Linked DNA regions of Mus musculus: region 2 is linked to region 1. Evidence: chromatin contacts called from public promoter capture Hi-C data. All regions are on one chromosome and are shown on one strand. Each heading gives the region's core, a stretch centred on a gene start, on an enhancer-like site or on the middle of the called end of the contact. The rest is flanking DNA. Distances are from core to core; before and after follow the strand shown. Region 1 holds the start of Marveld3 (MARVEL (membrane-associating) domain containing 3). Region 2 holds the start of Aars (alanyl-tRNA synthetase).

Region 1 (3,041 bases), core at 206-2,705:
GTTTTTCTACTCCTGTGGTTGCAGTCCAAGATGGGTGCAGCCAGGGAAACAATAGCTAGTGTCAAAGACCGAAAGAGCAGCCCAAATCTGGGCGCAGCTTTCGCGAGGTGAGTTGGCTTTAGATAATGTAACATAAACTCATGATAGCAGCTTTCCCTGATGTGTGGAAGTCTAATGGCAGAGGCTCCAAGTCTAATGGCAGAGGCTGGGGATCATCAGCTAGAAGAGTTGTCTCCAGGGAAAAGAATGCACAGTTTTGACAACCACACACACACACACACACACACACACACACACACACACACACACACACACTTTTTGCCCTCAGGGACACCTATTTTATTCTATTTACCCAGTCCCCAGAGCCTGGTTCCACATCTGTGCAACTGGATGGCGCGCTGAGTCTCTAGGAGGGGGTATGACGACCGGTCCCCTGCTAGTCCTTTCCACCCTCATTCACAAAACCTTCAAAGACACAGGGGAATTTCGGGACCTACAGACCAAGTTCGTCTATTCATGAGGGTGGGGTTTAAACAAACCTACGGTCTGAAACAAGCTGCTGAGAAAGACCTCACTGACTTTGTTACACATCACCGGAGAATGAACGTTTAGGTGGGCTTAGTTTCGTGTTTAAAACGGCGGCTTCTGCTAGCAGTCTGCTGCGCATACATAGCCTTGTCAGGAAGAGCGAGTCCAACTATTAACTCTTCGTTGGGCTAACTTTATTCAGCCCCCCCCCCAACCTGGAAGCTGGACTTTGAAAGGTATAGAGGGAAGGCTAGGGAACAAGACTTAAGAGTCTGTGGCCCTCCGGCTAGCCCCACCTACCTAGCCTTCTAAACCGTTCCAGTTTCAGTCCTGAAACTCTCCTCCTTCCTCTGGTTCTCGGGCTTTCCCACTTTTTCTTTTATGTCATCTCTCCTCCACCCTCGGCGGTCCCTGGTCCCTAGCAGGTGCACCCCTCACCTCTCCAACCCGCGGCGCCCGAGGCCATGCTTCTGCGACAGCTCTGGGGGCCCCCAGGGTGCGGGTCCCGGAGTCGGGGCTGCGTCCCAACTGGGTCCCCAGGGCTCGGGCCGCGCACGGCTTTGACGGGACTTCTCCAAGGCTCTTTGTTCGGATGCGCGATGGCCCGCGTCCCTGTGTCTGTCCTGGCGCTGGTCTCGGTCCGTTCTCTGTTCCCGGCCCGCCCGACGGTCCCCGTTTCCTCTCACGTCACCGTTCCTCTCCCTGTGCCTGTCCCCGCCTCGGTCCCGCGACCGCTCGACGTGGTGGTCTCGGTCCGGGTGCGGGCGCCGGTCCGGGTCTCTTTCTCTAGGACGGGTCCGGGGCTCACGGTGCCCCGAAGTATTTTTCATGGCCGGATTCCTGTCCCCGCCCGGAAACGATCCGAGGGCGACAACCAACCATAAGTTTCCCAGGCAGGTGGCCAAGCTCAAGGACGGGGCGGTACAGCTCACCTGTGCGCACGCGCACTTGCCCTCCAGCGGCCCGGAGAGGGCGCACCTGCCACTGGCCGCCAGGGGGCAGTCGTGGTGCGGCCAGAGGGGATGGGGGTGGGAGTGGGGTGGACGAGGGCTGGAGAGTGGGAGGTGGATTCTTGCTGAAATAGATGTCAGTCCTAGGTTTTATAGGATTATCAAAGGGAAATGGCCCAGGGAGCAGGCAAAAGGATGTGACCAAATCAGCTCAGCCTTCAAAGGCTGTCTCTTGCTAGAGCTATTAGGACGCCAGACCAATCATTTATTTCTTTACTTTCATGGTACTGGGTTTGAATCCCAGGGCCTTGCATGTCTAGGTGAGCATGGTACCACTGAGCTATATTCCCAGCCCCAAACGAAGATCATTAAACCCACTAATACAGTTCCGGGCATGGATTTGAGCTTTTCGATAGAGAGCTCATTAGGGGGAGGAGTTGGTAACTCCATTGATCTAAACTTGGGTGGGGTGACCTCACTCCTAGCAGCTATGACGAGTTCCCCCAAATGAAGCCAGTAGTGGTGATTTCCTGTCGACCAACTTACAAAGCGTCTTGAGTTTGCTTCCCCAGAGCGTACTCATCATCCACCCTTCTTCTCAGCCATCCACCCACACAGTCAGATAGCCACACATCCACCTACCCGCTCAGCCAGCCTCTCACCCACGGGTCCTCTCCCTCCTCAGAGAAGTTACAGCCCAAACTTATAAAACACTTAAAAGAAAAAAGAAAAGAAAAGAACTGTTCTACTCGTTATTAGTAGCCTTTAATTTTGCCAAGAACATTTTTTAAAAACCAGAAAACTGGCTCTGCTAGTGGGGTCAGCAAGTGAGCAGGAGCACGTGACTCAGCAGGTGCGGGAGGTTCGCAGGGAAGTCGTTTTGGACAGAGATAGTGCTCCAGTTTGCGTAAAGACTGGATGGGAACAAGGACACGTGCTAGAAAGACAACGTGAGGCTCTGCTCTGAGTAGAATTGAGGAATCAGGAAGGATGGGCCGAGTTGGAGACTGAAACTGACTCCTGTATCCCCACATATGTGAATCTGGTGACACCTCCTGTGTCTACAGCACTCACCGTGGTGGCTGGACGCTCATGTTCCAGCAGGGCAAAGAGGTGACCCTCTGGTGAGCTCTAAGGAAGGGTCATGGCCGCAGGCAATGCCTTTCCTGAGCTTTGTATAAAGCTCTTGGCATTTCATTTCTTATGGAAGCTGGAAGTATCGCCCTCTGAGGCTCTCATCCATGGAGAATGGGCGTTGGCAAAAGAGCTGTTAACTGTCTTTGGCTCCTCCGTGCAGTTATCTCACTTTGAGAATGTTATAAACTGGCCTCTGGCTACTTCTGCAGAGGCTTTGCTGCCTGGCTCTATGCCAAGTTCTGTCAACGTCACCACCGAGGGTACAAGATGCAGAGCTGGAGCCCCACAAACTCCCAGTGGCTGTCCCTCCTCACCCCGGCATCGGTCCATGGCTCCATCACCATCACGCCGAACACTAATCTCTGAAATCCCTTTCCAGCCCGAAATCAAGAGTAAAACCCGAGCCAGGTATCACCCGTGATCACA
Region 2 (3,125 bases), core at 619-3,118, 1.1 Mb after region 1:
ACATTTTAAGAAATACTGATCCTGCCGGGCGGTGGTGGCACACATCCAGTGCTCTTAACCACTGAGCCATCTCTCTAGCCCTCTGCTCATCTCTTTATGACACCCTGGGCAAACTGGGCGTGGTGACGCACGCCTTTAATCCCAGCACTCGGGAGGGAGAGGCAGGCGGATTTCTGAATTCGAGGCCAGCCTGGTCTACAGAGTGAGCTCCAGGACAGCCAGGGCTATACAAGAAAAACCCTGTCTCGAAAAACAAACAGACAGACAGACAGACAGAAAAAGAAAAGAAAAGAAAAGAAAAAAGAAAAGCTGATCCTGTTGCAAGGGCCTTTAACCTAGCACTTGGGAGGCAGAGGCAGGCAAATCTTTGTGAGTTCAAGGCCATCCTGGTTTATTTGTTGAGTTATTTGATAGCCAGGGACTATGTAAAAACAGAGGAAAAAATAAAAATAAAAAGACAAGGTCTTGGTATATAGCTGTGAACAAAAACTGGAAAGAGACTATACTATGTCTGTGGATACTAATTGACTGATTAGATCTGAGGTCAGTACTGTGAAGACAGGAATGTCGTAAGCTCACAGGCTAATTGAATTTGTCTTGGACTAGTTCTGGCCTTCTGAAAACAACCATTCTTTGTCCATTTCTGTGTTTGAACTAATAAAGTCTTGTACTAACAGATAGAAACCATTTGGAATCTATTAACTTACCAGACCACTGGCTTCCACCATCCAAAAAGCTAAAGATGCCATCAGATAACATCTTGGGTCTATAGAAAAGCTTTCCATCTTGCTATAGTCGCCTTTCAGATATAACCATCACTATATTTTAAAATTACCTTGACTTATGACTCTCTTTGTTCTGTAAAGCTGTACATCATGAAAAAGTTTTCGTGTAATTTGGGGTTTCCTCATCTGTGAAAAAGTGGTACTAGCAGACCTGATAATACAGTTTAAAAATTAAACGGTGTGTGAACTTTTTAGTGTGATGCCTTACCTATAGATTTTAGGTTTTGTGTGTGTTATTTTGAGACTGTGCCCAAGGCCCAAGGGTAGCCTTAAGCTCTGATCCTCTTGGCTCTCAAGTGCTGGGACTATGGATGTGCGTCACCGTTGTAGGCGTTTCCTAAGAATGTTGACTTGTTTTCTAAAGCAAACAGAGGGACAGATGTCCTTTAACTTGGGTTACGTCATTTCTTCCTCTTCAAAATCAAGACCCGAATTTCTTCTTATTGGGACCTGAAGGACAAATATAAAGCTATGCCTAATGTCACAGGACTGTACTGCCTCCTACTCCGGAGGCTAAGACAAGAGTGAAAAATTCAAGGCCAACCTGGACAATTTATCCAGACCCTGTCTCAAAGAGAGAACCGGACGTATCAGTCAGTGCCAAAGCGCTTCGGCGTGGTTGAAGCACTTATTTCAGTCCAGGGTACCGTTAAAGAAGGCATGCCGATCTATACGCGATAACAATAAGAACATTTGATTGGTGCACACCTGCAAGACTGGCAAATCCCCTGATTTCAAGACCACCTTGCTCCGTTTCAAAAGGCCGAAAAACGAACCTTTGAGGTACGTGTATCACTTTGCAGTTAAACAGTTCTATGCCAAAATCTGTGATCGCCACCAAATTCATGTTTTCATTCCTCTTGTTAACTGTCAACTATTAGGGCTTTGCCAATAGAACCCAAAATGTCTGCCTCCTGAAGCCAATAGTCAACCCTGTCACGTGACACTCCATGTCCTAGCTTTCTTGAGCATTGCATCAGCCGAGCCCAGGAGCCTTCCCAGAAACCGGCTTGTTAGCTCATTCGCGCTCCGAATGATTGGCATGCCAGTGGACCAATCATATCAGAGGATGACAAGGCGTAGCGGGTCACTTTTCATCAGAGCGCTCTGATTGGATGGTGAGGTACGGCTCTGGCACCGGTTGTGGCGGGTGAGTATAGCTTCTTGTGCGCATCTGAGGGAGCAGGTAACTGCCGGCGAGTGGCGGTGGGCTCCGGGCAAGGAAGGACCTGGGGACCCGGACCCTCGGGAAAAAAAGCAAGTGAGCCCCGAGAGCTCTACGAGAAGAGCCGGCGCTTGGAGGGGGAGGGGCAGCTGCAGCGGGCTGCCGGGCGGTCCCGCCCCTGGCCTGGGTCAGGACCCGGTCTCCGCAGGAGCCGGATCTCGAGAGTAGCTTTTGCTATTCCCTCGGAGCACTGAGAGTGGTGTGGTTTCTGGTGGACTTGCAGAGGACCAAGACCTTGGGAAGATCGCGGTTGCTCTTCAGTCGCCACCCAGAGCTAAGGGTTTGTCTCCTCTAATTTTAATCTCTTAGGGGGTTAGGGAACCAGGCCTGAAGAGCAGGGTGACTAAGATAAATGGAGTCTCTCTAAGAGGCATCTTCATTCATTCTTTATTAGGTTCTCACACCTTACCCCAGACTGGCCTGAACTCAACTCTGTAACCCGGGCTGGCCTTGAACTCGCGGCAGTTCTCCTGCCTCAGCATTTCAAGTGCTGGAATTACAGGCGTGAGCCAGCACTCCAGACTCGCTTCTTTCTGTTGCTGTTTTGAGACAGGGTTTCACTATGTAGACCAGGCTGGTCTCGACTCACAGAGATCTTCAAGAGTGGTGGGACCAAAGGCGTGTGCTACGACCCTCGGCCCGATTCGATTCTTAAAAACAGAATAGTTGATACCTTCAGGTTCACCCGAACAAATATATTCAGCAATTTTTTCAAACAGTCTAAGTTTCCTGGTGTGCTTTGGAGTATGTTAGTGCAGAGCATGCTATTTACAGATTAGTATAATTAATCATGAGCATGGGTGACGACCACTTTACTAGATACTGAAAATACACTGTAACGGTGAAGTGAAGCCAGCCAGGATTCCTACTGAGATGTAACATAGACTGTGATTGGGAGGTGAGCATTAAATAGTCACACCAAATAAATCATTTGAGGCTAGGAGACAGTATAAAGAGGAGAGACCTGGTGAAGAAAGGAAAGGTTTGCTTAAGTATGTTTCTTTGTGATTGATCAAAACGACCTCATTAGGAAGAAGGGAAAGGAGAGGCCAGGCAGAACGGCTAGCTTGTAAATGGAAATATGTTACAAGGTCCTGTGGCTGAAGTCACCTTGT

What was found. Promoter capture Hi-C pulls out the DNA fragments that hold promoters and counts their contacts.
Region 2: a promoter capture Hi-C map of liver shows a contact between it and region 1, with 2.8 times the contacts expected there. The contact joins the promoter of Aars here to the promoter of Marveld3 in region 1. A contact is called at or near these places in 2 of 39 promoter capture datasets (hippocampal neurons and liver).

Annotation. Positions count from the first base shown.
Region 1 is chr8:109,960,750-109,963,790 of GRCm38.p6, forward strand. Marveld3 (MARVEL (membrane-associating) domain containing 3) reads right to left here and starts at 1,456. Exons shown (of 3, transcript NM_212447.2): 1 at 967-1,456. The coding sequence starts at 1,358.
Region 2 is chr8:111,031,974-111,035,098 of GRCm38.p6, forward strand. It overlaps Aars (alanyl-tRNA synthetase), which reads left to right and starts at 1,869. Exons shown (of 21, transcript NM_146217.4): 1 at 1,869-2,290.